Regions from separate parts of the Mus musculus genome. Here region 1 is linked to region 2. A link is a contact called in public Hi-C data. All regions are on one chromosome and are shown on one strand. The core of a region is the stretch at or near the end of the contact, and the rest is flanking DNA. Distances in the headings are between cores, read along the strand shown. Region 1 overlaps Hivep2 (human immunodeficiency virus type I enhancer binding protein 2). Region 2 overlaps Aig1 (androgen-induced 1).

The links. A called contact is a pair of places that touch in the nucleus more often than the background predicts.
Region 1: a contact with region 2 is called in a Hi-C map of cerebellar granule neurons, with 2.0 times the contacts expected there. The contact joins two enhancer-like sites. A contact is called at or near these places in 3 of 484 Hi-C or Micro-C datasets (cerebellar granule neurons and cerebellum).

Annotation. Positions count from the first base shown.
Region 1 is chr10:14,081,056-14,087,994 of GRCm38.p6, forward strand. The region is part of intron 2 of Hivep2 (human immunodeficiency virus type I enhancer binding protein 2); the gene reads left to right. Among named protein-coding and RNA genes, the nearest start is that of Gm51759, 43 kb to the right of the region's middle. Within about 2 kb of position 4,281, at least 161 of the 459 cell types and tissues checked have an H3K27ac peak or open chromatin away from gene starts, as enhancers often do. A contact at or near this core is called in cerebellar granule neurons, where this site is marked.
Region 2 is chr10:13,712,062-13,719,020 of GRCm38.p6, forward strand. The region is part of intron 3 of Aig1 (androgen-induced 1); the gene reads right to left. Among named protein-coding and RNA genes, the nearest start is that of Aig1, 150 kb to the right of the region's middle. Within about 2 kb of position 2,635, at least 45 of the 459 cell types and tissues checked have an H3K27ac peak or open chromatin away from gene starts, as enhancers often do. A contact at or near this core is called in cerebellar granule neurons, where this site is marked.

The DNA of each region.
Region 1 (6,939 bases), core at 3,031-5,530, 370 kb after region 2:
CAAGGTCACCCTCTGCCACGTAGTGAGTTTGAAGCCAGCTGGGATACAGAAAAATCTGTCTCCAAACTGGGGTGTCTGCGAAGATGACTCAGAGAATAAAATCGAGGCACAATACCTCATGTCTGTAATGCTAGCACATCTGTGACGAGAGGGGAGGCAGAGCCAAAAGAATTCCTAGAAGCCTTAGAGCCAACTAGCTGTATGTATCAACAGGAAACCTGAGAATCTTTCTTACACAAGGTACAAGGTGAAGACTGATACCCAAGGTGGCCTTCTGACCTTTCATGCAAACTGTGATGCACACATACCTGTGTCCCGCATCATTACACACACACACACACACACACACACATACACACATACACACACATCATGCATGTGCAAACACACTTAAAACTAAAAAGTAATTATATTGCAATTATACAGACTACCAATATATTTCATCAAAAAAATAGAGTATGAAAATTTAAAATTTTTAGACTAATTTTAAAAAGCTCTTTTAGTAAATATCCCAAATAATACTTTAAAAAGCAAGTCTGCATTATACTAAATAAAACATTTTAATCCAAAATTACTCTAATAGCATAAGCTTATATATAAAGTATATGTAAATTAAAAAACTATTCTGACAACTAAGAGAGAGAAAGAGAGATAGTGTATGTGTGTTTAAGTTTAAATATTACCAAGTTTCATGCTGTTGTGGTGAAACTCAAACAATGTTCGGATTCAGTGTGAAATGTCAACTTATATGTGACTATAAATAATTAACATCATGCTTCCTGTGGCCGACATCTTTACTAATAGCATATTAAGAAGGAATGCTTAATTGCAAATTGTTCTAAATACTACATTAATTCATCGGCAACTGTGGGCCTTGGATCAGACAGAACACTGTGTGACAGGAGCAGAGTTGCTTGGTGGTTGTGCTTTGTGAAGCAGGCTCCTTTGTGCTCATGCTAATGGCCACAGCTAGGTACTGTGTCCTTCTTTGAACCAGAGCATTGGGCTGCTTAAACCTGTATACTCGGAATGGTGTCTATTTACATACTCTTCAATGTCACAACCTTGCAAACCTTCAGGCCATTCATTCCAGCTATTTTTTGTTTTAATTGGTGCAAAGAGATTAAGGCAAAAGGATCCCCCAGGAGCCTAAACATGTGTAGTCATGGTTTAATATTAGAGGTACCTGGATGCTGGTGATAAAGGTGCCATGTGGTTTCAGTACATTTTGTGTATTGTGTATAGTGTGTATAGTGTGTGTGTGTGTGTGTGTGTGTGTGTGTGTGTGTGTGTGGCACGTGGGCCTTCTAAAGCATGAGATTCAGAGCCCAGAACTTGTCTTGCTTGGGCACAGGGCTCTGTTGGCCATGGGGCATCTGGGCATTAGCATTCTTGCTGCGGGCACCATCTGCAGAGGCAGCAGAGGGCTATCTTCCTGAGGACACTAGGGGAGCTGGCCCAGGAAGGAGGAAGCAGCAGATGGTGTTGTGACTGGCTGTCAGACTGCCTGTGGGCTCTTCGAAGGTTCCCTTGCTGGAGTCCTAGAAATACTTAGTTGGGACTTTTCAAGGGGACCAGAGGTCCTGTGTGAGCAGGAACAAAACTTGTAGTTAATTGGTGTTAATGTTGCTACATATGTACTTGCCTGGATGCTGGGATGGTCTGGTTGTGTCAGCAGTCCATTTCCAAGTCAGTAAATCCTCCCTTCTTTTCTGTCATAGGGAAAAGGAAGGCCATTTCTAGCAATGTTTTTCTCTTATGATTGCAAAGGAGAAGAATGGTTTTATTTCTCTTTGCAACTGTTCTCCATGAAGAAATAAGGGACATAACTCAGTGACTGTAGCTAGATGAAACAATCATGGGGCTTATCATTATCCAAGGGTGGGACTCTCACATGCAAATGGAGAGAATTCAGTTAAAGAAAACAATGGCTAGGTCTCACTAACCTCCTAGCTGCCTGTTCGCCTTCCTGCCTTCCTTTATTAGAGGAAGAGCCAATCAAGGTAGCTATAGCAGCATCCCTGGCTTTGCTGTCAGCCAAGGTCATAGCTGCTAGCCCTCTCTGTTCACAAAATGTCTTTATGACATAACAAGTCAAGATGATGCAGGCATTAGACATATGTACCATCTCTTGTTCATAATTGCTAACGAAGACTTTAAACTTCACTTGTAATTTGGATATGGATGTCTCATAATAATTTTTTAAAAAGTAATCCAGTTTTTTTCCTGTTGCATAGTTAAAAATATTATGCCCTGCAGGGCCCACAGACATCAGATAGGGAAAGAGAACAGAACTGATTTCATGTATATATCAGGAGCATTTATTCGTTCATTCATTCATTCATGCACTCATTCATTCATTCTGGATAGGGATTGATTGGTTGAGTTTTGTTCTCAATTCCAATAAAGGCAAAATAAATACTCACAAATGCATTTTCCTGAGAGTGCTCAACAACATCTTGCCCTTCTTTTCTGCTTCTGTCTCTCTTCTCCCTCCTTGACAGTGGAACTCCCAGGGAAGCAGGCAGATAAGGAAAGCTCAGAGACTCTTGCTCTCTCTTGCTCCTCTCTTGCTCTCCTGCCCTTGCTCTGTCCTCTGTCCTCTCGCCTCTTCCACCGTCTCTCTCTGTGTTCTCATGACCGGTCTCTACTCCTCTACTTCTCTACTCTCTCTCTCCCCGTCTGCCTTTCTTTGACTCTACTACCCTCTTAACTCCCCTCCCCATGCCCTTAATAAACTCTATTCTATAAAAAAAGGAGAGCTCAGAGAAACAGGAACCAAACCCTCTCCTTCGTGTTCTTTCTGGGTCTCTCCCGAAGTCTTGGTGGCATCCGCAGTTCACTTTCATATCAGTAAATACTCTCATTGGCATAGGTACTAAAAGGATTCTTCTAGAAATCCATTGATTGGAGAGGGTAGGAATGGTTTTATTTCTCTCTTTGACTCTTGTCTGTGAGGGAGCAGAAAGACGGTCATGGCAGCAAGAGGATGGAGAAGTCCTAGGCCACACAAAGACCCATGTTGTACCATAACACATCAAGGCCTTAGGGCCTGGTAGAAGAGGAAGTCAAAGAACTTTCCTTTCTTCACCATGTGACCTTCTGCCATTTCACCTGATTTTCATGTCAATAAATGGGCACCTTTGTCTTCATCAGGAAGTCTTTGACTATGATGAAGTCCATGCCCATGCAGGTCTTGATGGCTCCTCCTGCCTGCGCTTTCTAGGCCTAGCAGAAGTGATGAGTTGTGACAGTCTTCAGGAGTGCTTGCCCCAGTGTCACCCATCATTACATGCTTGTCCTACTAGTACCAATAAAAAAAGTTATTAACCCCAGATTATTTAATTCATTTTTAATGGGCATATTCAAATCTATGCATGTCTTCCCTTATGGTTGACACATCTTTTCAAAAATACAATGAGCTTGCTTAAATGAATTCAGGAACTCTTCCCATGTTATGTCTCTCTGACTTTTAGATGAATCTTAAGTCAGAAACATCAACTGAAAAATACAGACCTAATGGCCTGGTAAAGGTGGCCACTTTAAAGGTGGTAAATGGTGCCAATTTAAAGCACCAAGTAATTCTAATGGAGCCATTACTTTTATCTCCATTTAACAGATTAGAAAAGTGAGGCACAGAGAGGTTAGGTAGTTCACCTGATGCTATGATTTGTTCATTGAGTGTGGGATATGATTCAAAGCTGATATTCTGGCCCAGATCCGCATGATCTGGCCTGGATGTCGCATGCCTCTTGTTATTACATCAGTGCTGTACACCAGGGTTTCTTTGGATTGCGGAATGAGTGTGTCTGTAAGAAGGGAGCCTTTGGATGGTCTGTGGTGTTGTCTATGTAGTCTTAGGAGGGCCTCTCCCCGTCTCTCTGAAAGATACTGTTGTCATTTGGTTCTAAGCCTGTTCCACTTTATTGCCTTTTAGTATGAGGGCAGGAAAAACAGGTTCTTACTTAAAATTGGAGTTGTTATGGAAGGTGCCAGGTTTGGACTGTCTTCGTATTTCAGGGATGTGACAAGCCTTTGCTATTGAAGCTTTCTAGTTGGCAGCGTTAGTAGGTGCACGTTGACATTTCTGTCTACATTCCTGTGTCTTAGAGGGAAAATAAGTTTGCCAGTGTTTATCTTCCTGAGTATTACTTGACATTAGTGCTGCCCGAGAAGCCAAACTTGCTTGAACCAGTCACCCAGATGGCCAGACTGGGTGGCGAACCTGCCTTAACGATGCTCGGCGGTTGACACGTGGGGCTGTGAGGTGTGCTGCTCCCTCGTCTGTGCCAGGCATGCAGAGCGTGTTCTTTGATGGGGTGAGACAGATGGTACCCTGCAATCTAAAATGATGAGGCAGGAAAGAAAAGTTGAAAAAAAAAGTAGAGAAAGGGCATTTGATTTTCTAATTCACATTTCGGAAGTGAATTCGAGCCTCTGTGATTGACTAACACATGCAGTGTTGCTCTAAGACATGAATCCATTAGCGTCTGTTTGAACAGATCTGAGTAATCGGCAGGAAGCAAGCTTTTCCTTCATGGCTACTGTCCCAAATTTCATGGGGTTGCCTCCAGATCCAGATTTGGGCCCTTGAAAGACAGCGCAGATCAATCTAGATTTTCAGAGTAACACATCCCATACCACCCATCTCAACCAACAGAGGACAAAGGGCTGACTTTCATTTTCATGCTAGAATATATATTTAGATATTTCTACACATACATGTATCAATAGGAGTGGGGGGGGGGGGTACAAGTGCCTGGCGAAGTAGCCATGATAAGGATAATTAATCAGTCTTCATACAGCTGCTTCCTGACATTTCTGCAAATCGTTGTGGAAAAATTAATGAAGGTTAAATCAGTAATGGTTTCAAGCTTGGCCAGTGGAAAGTATGACACTGTTTCCATCAGCAAGTAAGTTGGGCTGCTTTTTTTTTTTTTTTTTTTCTTTCTTTCTATAGGGGAAGTGGTTTGCTGTGCATTCTTCACAGGAACTGGAAAGGCGCAGCTGGCCTGTGTGTGCTGCAGGTATGCAGGAGCATTCTGGGAGTGCTCCACTGACTGCCTTTGATCGACGGCACTGACTTGCCTCTTGTGCCGCTTGTAGAACAGGAATATTCTTTCTACAAGTTTTATTTGAAAGATCCAGTGAGAACGCAGGCCTTCTGTTGGCCTGCCATCCAGAGAGGCCGATGCTCTGTGAATGTGAACTTTAGGAGGTAGAGTGTGGAATTTATGACAAACAGAAAGTGAAACTCACCTCGTCCAGTTTATTTTTCAAGCTGAAGGTGGTTCAGCACAAGCCCAGTTCACATCCTGCGTAACCCTATGGGATTTCCCCAGCAGTAGTTAAAAATTTTCCCATAGGGTCACACAGGATGTGAATTAAGTAAACACTTAACAGGCACGATGAAAGGAAATCAGCTTTCTAAATGGTCCTTTCACTGTTAGCATCCTGTCCTTATTAGAAACCTGGGTAAGGGCCACGCAAGTGTCTCTTTCTCAAGCCATGACATTATTAATTGAATGTATTAATCTTCTTTGTTACATAAGACATGCATTTTCTTATAGAAGAAACGGAATCTCTCATGGGCATTTTTCATGTGTGTTTGACTTGTATGTGTGGGGGCTGGTTGTATATATGAGTGTGTCCGTTTGCATTGAGGCCAGAAAGCAACCTCAAGTGTCATACATACACCTTATCTTTTTGAGGCAGGGTCTCTCGTGGACACTATGCCATGTCTCTTTAGCTGTCTTCTTCAGTGTCACCTTCAAGTGGTGGCAGTAGAGGAAAATCAAGCTCTATAGCCTGGCAAATAACCCAGGCCCAGTACATCTTTATTACCATCTATTAAATACATCTATCTATATTATTTATATCAGTATTATCTATCTATCTATCTATCTATCTATCTATCTATCTATCTATCTATCTATCTATCTATCTAATTATGAGGTACAGATGAATAGATAGATGAAAGTTATATAGATATAATTTTGATCTACCTATTATGTCCTCATCTGTGCTTTGAGATCTAATTTAAATGTCACTTCTTAATATACCTTTTTTTTTTTTTTTTGTGCAGTTCCTCCGGGTACCTAAAACATACACATTTTGCCCATGGTGTTCCTCTACTGGTTTAGATAATTCTTTACTCTTAAATTATGTTAGCTCTCACCATTCACATGGAAAAGTGTGAATTTAGTGATCTTACACTTATTGGTAAAGTTTTATTTCTCTTTTTGTAAGACACACTCAACATAAAGTCCAGCTTAGTACTAAAGATACTGTGCACTTCCTGTACACAATGCTGGGAAGGGGCCAGCGTTTGCTGGAAGTGGAAGAATTTAGGTCTGACCCTGGGGTTGTTACTACATGGTAACTGCCTGTCATCTCTGAATGAACAAAGCATTACTCTACAGGGAAAGTGAAATAAGTAAGAATGGGGTTCTGAAAGTGTGCTTTCTACCACCGAGCCGCAGCCAAGCGTTTTTGTGGGAAGGGGTGGAGGTGTATACATGTATGTGTGCATGCTTATGTGCAGCCCGAAGACAATCTTTCATTTCTCACTGCCATTTACCTGGCTTTTTCCAGTTAAGGTTTCCACCGAGGTTAGGACCTTCGGTGTAACTGATTCTCTTAGACTTACTGACTAGCAATTCCAGAGAGTCTCCTGTCTTTGCTAACACTGTGAGTTTTTTATATGAGTTCTGGGGAATAAATTTAGGTTCCCATGCTTGTATAATAAGCACTTTACACACTGAGCTATCTACCCGGGCCCAAGTGTGCTTTTTTTTTTTTTTTTTTTTGTTAAGCTCTAGCCACTACTGTCATAGTACCTTATTTAGAATTTTCCAGTTGGCTAATTACCAAGCGATCTTTAAAGGCAGGCACTGTTAGGTTTCTGAAACATATAGACCATCTGAGTCTCAGGAGAAA
Region 2 (6,959 bases), core at 1,385-3,884:
TGATCCCAAGAGTAGAGAATGGCTGATTGGGAGAAATAAGAGTGATTAAATATTCCCGGCATTAAGGAAAGACAAGCCATTGGACACAGCCAAGATGTGGACTCTGAGAACCCTTTTCTACACCCTAACTCACCAAGGATGGTGACCTGACCCTCAGTCGTGCTTGAAGAATGTGTGCATAGATGTTGATATGCTTCACGCCTTGTGCATGCACGTTTTACAAAATGAGGAGGGGAGGGGAAGAAGTGGAGGGGAGGGGAAGCAGGAAGGAGAGAAGGAGGGAGGGAAGGAAGAGAGTGGAGGGAAAGAAGTAGGGGAGGAGGGAAGGAGAGAAGGGGAAGGGAGGGAGGGGAGTGAAGGGAAAGGGAAGGGGTAGGGGTAAGTGAAAGGTCAGCAAGCATAAGGCTTTCTGGCTCCCAGGTGAATGGCTCGGGCTTAAGTGCTTTGAGCCCCGCTTGAATTGGTTCTTGATTGGATTGTCCTTGATTAGTTAATGGTCACCTTTGCGCCTTTACTGAGGTATAATTGACAGAGGGGCACTGAATACAACTTGATGTTTCGACAAATGTATACACCGTAAAAATCATTGTCCAAATCAGGGTAACCAACATATCCATCACTGCGTGTAAGTGTTGCGGGGAGTGTGTGGGTGCCCGTGAGCGTGTGTGCACATGTAAGTGCGAGATTCAGGTTCCTTGATTAACTCAGATTAGGCCACCTTGGAGGACTTGAGTTTAATACAAAGTGACTAGGCCGAATTCTTATTTTTATTTCCTTTTAATCCATCACCCTCAGAGTATCCCAGATAGGCAGGATTCTAAGTCAGGATAAAGAAAAGAAATGTCACAGAGTGACACTTAGCAGCGCTGGCTTGGTGACACCTAATCCTTAGTAAAGGAAATCAAACGTGAATGCGAAGGCTGCAGCTCACAGCCTCTCAGGGACAGATGGGAAGAAGTCAACTCAGAATTAGCAGGTACAAGTGACTTCCTAATGGCAAGCATTCTTTCCTGGAGTGAGGGCATGGGTGGGGACCCACCTTGCAGACACACAGGGGATGCAGAAAGCACAAGCCTGACTTTCTGTCATTGTAAGTTCACAGGGAGGGCAGAGGGATGCCTGGTCCTTTCTGCAGGTCTCTCAGAAATCCATCTCCTCCTAGTGAAGTAGATTGTAGGCAGCCCTTGCCAAACTTAAATTGCATCCATGTTACAGAGGAAAGAGGCTTTAGCACATTCCTTTGGGGAATGGGAGCAATTTATTTTGTTTGTTTCTAATGGAGAGGGTTAGTTCCAGAATCTCACTGTGAGGTCTGAGAGTAAGTTGAAGACCGCCAGGCAACAAGAGGGGGAGAGAGAAATAGAATGACGAGAGGCTCTTGGGCTTTATCAGGTGATGGAGACAGCAGGAGCACCCAGTTTTAAAGCCAAGGCATAAAGTACCATTCTTGACTTTACATCAGGAATACATTAAGCCCAATACCGTATGACTGGGCATGCTTTCCCAATTCTATGATTTAGAAAATAGGTGAGAGAGAGAGAGAGAGAGAGAGAGGGCGGGGGAGAGGGAGAGAATGAGTGTGTTTATGTGATTGTGAGCATGAGTGAGAACAGGTGTGTGTTTGTGTGTGCATGTGTATTTGTTTGCATGTAGAAGCCAGGCACAGACAGGGGTGTCTCCCTACATCACTCTCTGCTTTAGTTTTTGAGGCAGGGTCTCCCACTGAACTTGAAGCTTACCAGTTTCGATAGCTGACAGGCCATCTAGACTCCAGATCTGCCCACCTCTACCTGACTCTGAGTCCCTGTTGTACACAGGGACTGTGGTTCCAAACTCAGGTTCTTATTGCTGGAGCAGCACACAGTTCACCAGCAGCACCACCTGCCTTCCTAGCCCGGATGATTGCTTTTGGTTTTCAAATGAACCCATCTCCACAACTCAGCACAATTGACTGTAGCAACTTTGGGGTAGTGTGGGGCAGGTGCGTGCGTGTGCATGTGTGTGTGCGTGTGTGTGTTTGTGTGTGTGTGTTGCTTTGTTTTTCTCTCCTTGCCACTCAGATAGCTCTGGGCTTGTGGCTTGCCTGCCTTTTGAGGAAAGAGAAAGAACACAAACGAAAATGACCCGGGCGATAATGTGAATCTGAAAAGACTGCGACTTCCTAGCGTGTAACTGGGGATTAGGAAACATCAAGACAAAAGCTCTCATCTACTGGTCTCCCTGGAAAACTGATTTTACAATATAATTTACTTCTGAAGGGTGGGCTCTGTCTCCTCCTAGGAGAGGGGTCTTGTCACAGAAAGCAGAGAACATCAGCACATGGCCTCAAAGATTAACACGGGTGGCGTAAATAAGAAAAACATCTCCCTTTCAGCCTTCCCAAGCCTCTAATGAGACCCTGGCAGCTTCAGTGATATATGGCCTTTTTTTTTTTTTTTTTTTTTTTTTTTTTTTTTTTAGTTTCAGCAGAAAGCAGTATGCTTTGGGTCTTCAGAATACTGTTTGATAGCTTCACAGAAACCAATCAATAACATCCAGGTAACATTTTCTGCAAGGCACATAAATCCTGGCCTAGGGAGCCCAGCTGTTGTGAAATTCTGGATGGGTTCCAGTTTCCACCCAGGGAGTCTCAAGGCAACGATCCTGAATGTGGGGCTTTGTCTGGATTTCAAGGGAACATAATCGGGTGACATCTGGTCCCCCACCTTGTGCTGGCTCGGCCACACTTCATCCGCCATGGCTCTGGGCACCTCCTGCAGGGTTTCCTGTGAGTGCCAAGCACCAGAGCCCTGCCAGTCACCAGCTGCCAATCAGTTTTTCACAGTGGGGGACAAAAAGCAAACTTGGGGCCTTGACGATGCCTGCTGGGAACAACTCATAAAAATGATCTTCAAATGTAATTTGGATCCCTCTGCCCCACACGTTACCGGACATCGGACAAAAGAGAATTTACAAAAATAACTGACGGGAGGAAAAAGGATCTGTGGAGAGCAAGGAAAAGGACCAGAAAAGAGCAGTGTGGGGCACAAGCTGGTGGAGAGGTAAGGAATGAGTGGGAGTGAATGATAAACACACAGAAGGGCATGCTCCCATGCAACAGCTAGCAGTTTCACACGCAAATCCTCGGACTTTTCTTTTCAAATAAAAGCGCATGCTGATGCAAGGATGAGGTGAAAACCCTGTGGCTGTGGTCACTGGAGAAAGAATATAACACAGCCAGCAGCTTGACAGCACATTTCCCTATTACACATGATCTTAAACCCCATTCCAAGGACTGCCATTCAAGTTCTGGAAATCTAAGCTAAAGAAATAATCATTCGTCTACGAAAAACAAACAAACAAACAAACAAACAAACACAAGATAAAATACAGACTTCCTCAGCTACAGCAGCAAAGGTGTTTCCCCATGCTTTACACACTAGCAAAATTATTTTTAAAACATTATCTTAATTATCCCTAAGGAGTGAATCGTTCTTAAACTAAGATATGGCTAATTATGAACTAACAAGATATTTAAAAATGTTTAGACACTGAAAAATAGTTATCCAATTGAGTTTCCTCGAACTTCCTTGTAAAACACTCTACAATGAATGCACTTATAATAGCAGCAGCGAGGAGCGTCGAGCGCTCCTCTTTCTGTTCATATGTGTGCACACAGGTGTGTGTGTCATGGAGCAAGTGTGGAGGTCAGAGGGTGGCTTGTGGGACACAATTCTCACCTTCCACCACATGAGTCCAAGGGACTGAGCTCAGGTTTCGGGTGTGGCAGCAAAAATCTTTCCCTGCTGAGCCTTCTTGTTGGCCCTGTTACATATACATATTAGGTGTTTTTTACTTTGTGTGTATAACACCATTGGTAGTAGTATTATAGATAAACTAATAAAAGTCCATGAATACATTAGACCTTTATAGGAAAATGAGGAAGAGAGCATTTTTAAAGAGACAGAAACATGAAGAAACAGGACAAGGCTTAGACTATTCACTGAGAAAAGTCAGGAAGTGAGAGAGCAAATGGGAAAATTCTCAAAGCAAAAATAAACTAGGGTGAGAAGGAAAACCTAGTATCAGACACACAGAGAACAAACAGGAAACATTATCAGATTCAAGTGCAGCAATTTCACATAGGTCACCTTTTCCTCTCAAAGGGAACTGGTTAAAGGTTGTTCTTGTGATGCTAGCATAAGTCCATATTGACCTTTCAACACATAAGAGTCCAGGACAACCTGGCTCAGGGCACTTGCCCACAAGTAATTTTCCCTTACATGTACAAAATCATGACCCAAAGAGTCATTACAAGTTCCAGTGGGTCTCGTGGGACACCAGTGCCCTAATACACACTTGGGTGGCTGCCAGCCTGATGATTAGCCCCGCTTGTTGCTGATGTTTGTTTTGTAAGAATATACTTCAGGATAGCCATGCATATGTTTTGATGTGGAACAGCAAAAGGAGAACACTAGAAAGGATTACAATAACTATTTATATTAAAACATTCTGAAAGAGTGACCACAAAGCCAAGACAGAAAAGTGCAAATTGCCTGACTTTTGTCTGTGGTTCCACTGCAACCGTATTCTATCCCTAGACTAGTCCCCTGGGATACCCTAATGGAGTCATTCATTATTGTATGTTCGAAATATCTACTTGCTAGATTATAAACGTTTAAAAAAAAAAAAAAAAGGAAAGGCCAGAAGGAAGCTGGGGTGGTGCGTTTGGTAAAGTGCTTGCTATACAAGCATAATGGCCCTGCTTCAAATCCCCAGCACCTAGGGTCGGGTGGGGAAGAGGGAAAGCTACTTGTCAGAGTGTGTCTGAAATCCCAGTATGGGTGTGTGTGTGTTGGGGGGGGGGGCAAAAACTGGTGGTTCCCTAGGGCTCACAAGTAGCCAGTCCTGCTGAATCAGTGAGCTTCAGGTTCAGTGAAAGACTTCACCTTAAACTAAAAGAGTAATTGAGAAAGACTCTAAAGGCTGATCTCTGTGTGTACATGTAGTCACACCTACACAAACACATGCACCCACAGATGCACCCAAACACCCACAGATACACACATACACTCACACACATAGCCACACACCCTCACACATATATAGACACACACTGAGATACAGACAAACACACATACATATCCTCTCACACAGAGACACACAGAGACTCACTCACACACAGACATACACACCTACACAGACTCATACACATGTACACATACAGAGACAGACAGAGACATACACACATACACTCATACACATGCTCACACAGACATACACGTATAACATACAGAGACACATTCACACACGCACACTCATACTCAGACACACACACTCACACATACTTATACACACACAGTCACAGACACAGGTATACTCAGACACACACACACACACTCATACACAGACACACATACACTCATACATACTCATACACACAGAGAGACACAGCCATACACTCCTGCACACACAGAGATACACACACATAGATATACAGACACAGATTCTTCAGTTCCTGTTGTTGCAGTTGACTCCCTCTTCTTAACCCATGTAAAATCCCTTCTATCATTCCAGAAGCCTGGCAGCTACCCTACTTGAAACTTGCATGTTTCATGTAGTAAGTTAATATGCTACTTGGCAATGGTTTCCTCCATTTACAGGTAATGGCTTCTCAGAATTCCCTTGTTTTTGCTCTGTCCCCATTTTTCCTTGCAGCTTGAAAAATCTATGACAAGATAAATTAGGGACCTCTTGTCTTCCAGCTCTGCCACAGCTTAAGCAGGGGATTTGAGTAAGCCAGGGCCGCCCCTGCTGCTAGTGATCCCCCCTGCCTCTCACACACAGATGGAGTCTTCAACTTTTAAAGGGGTACCTTGGAAACAATGCCACTGTGCTTTGAAGGGATAAAATATTTGATATTTTCTATGATATACGGATTGGGCAAGCCATCTGCTTTCCCCGGGCACGGCTAAAATTCACAAGTAGATTTCATAAACGGATGCTTTTACTAAGTGATATTAGGAAAGAACACTTTGTATTGCAAATTCTTCTACTACTTATTTCACTCAACACCCAAGCTGCAGTGGTTGCTGACGGCCTTTTAGCAGCCATCCTAGGAACATATCACCCTGTTGGGTTTCTCAACAGCAGGGGATGTTAAAGGCTGTCCTTTGTAACTCACACTCGGTGAAAGATAGGCATTAGAAGAAATTGACCATAAGCTACCAACTGTTTGCTGACTTCAGAAGTCTAAGGGTCATTGAACAACTTCAATTTATTGCACCGGAACCAAGGGGGAGAAGACCTTCTACAAGACCCTTAGCTTACTACAAGGTTAGAGTTTTGGTTTAAGGTATCTTTGACTAGATTTCTTTTCTTTCCATGAATGAGGGGGTTGTTGTTGGAAAGTAATTCCCTTTCTTCACGTGTGGTCTTTATAGATTGATGACTCGTAGTTTGGATCTTGGATCCAGGTCCTTATTTCTCTAAGCAAGTGCTCTACCACTGAGCAACATCAACACTATAATGAAGAACTCTGAAAGTAGGACGGGGGATAGAAAAATGATGATTTACAACCTGTGTAGATCTTCCAAAAGCTAGGTTACTTTGCACCAAATTCTCACACTAAACCAAAGCTGCTTTTGCCCGTTTAGACCAAAGCTACCATTATTCACACACCTTGTACAAATCCCATCTCACAGGGGCTGGAAAGCGACAACACTCAAGAACTCCCCAGCTTCTTTCTTTCCAACTCTTCAGCATCATCAATCGGGTTCCAGTGAAGGCCTGAGATTTGTGTCCAGGCTGAGTCTGTGCATTTGAAACTCTGAATTATCTGAGAATTAAAATTCTCCTTTTCCCTTCTGCCACAGAAAAAGTTGAAATCAAGAAGAAAGATCCTTTGTTGTTGTTGCTAATGAGCAAAAGGAAGAAAGAGGGACTTGGGACTTATCTAGAAAGACAAATAAACTCTTCAA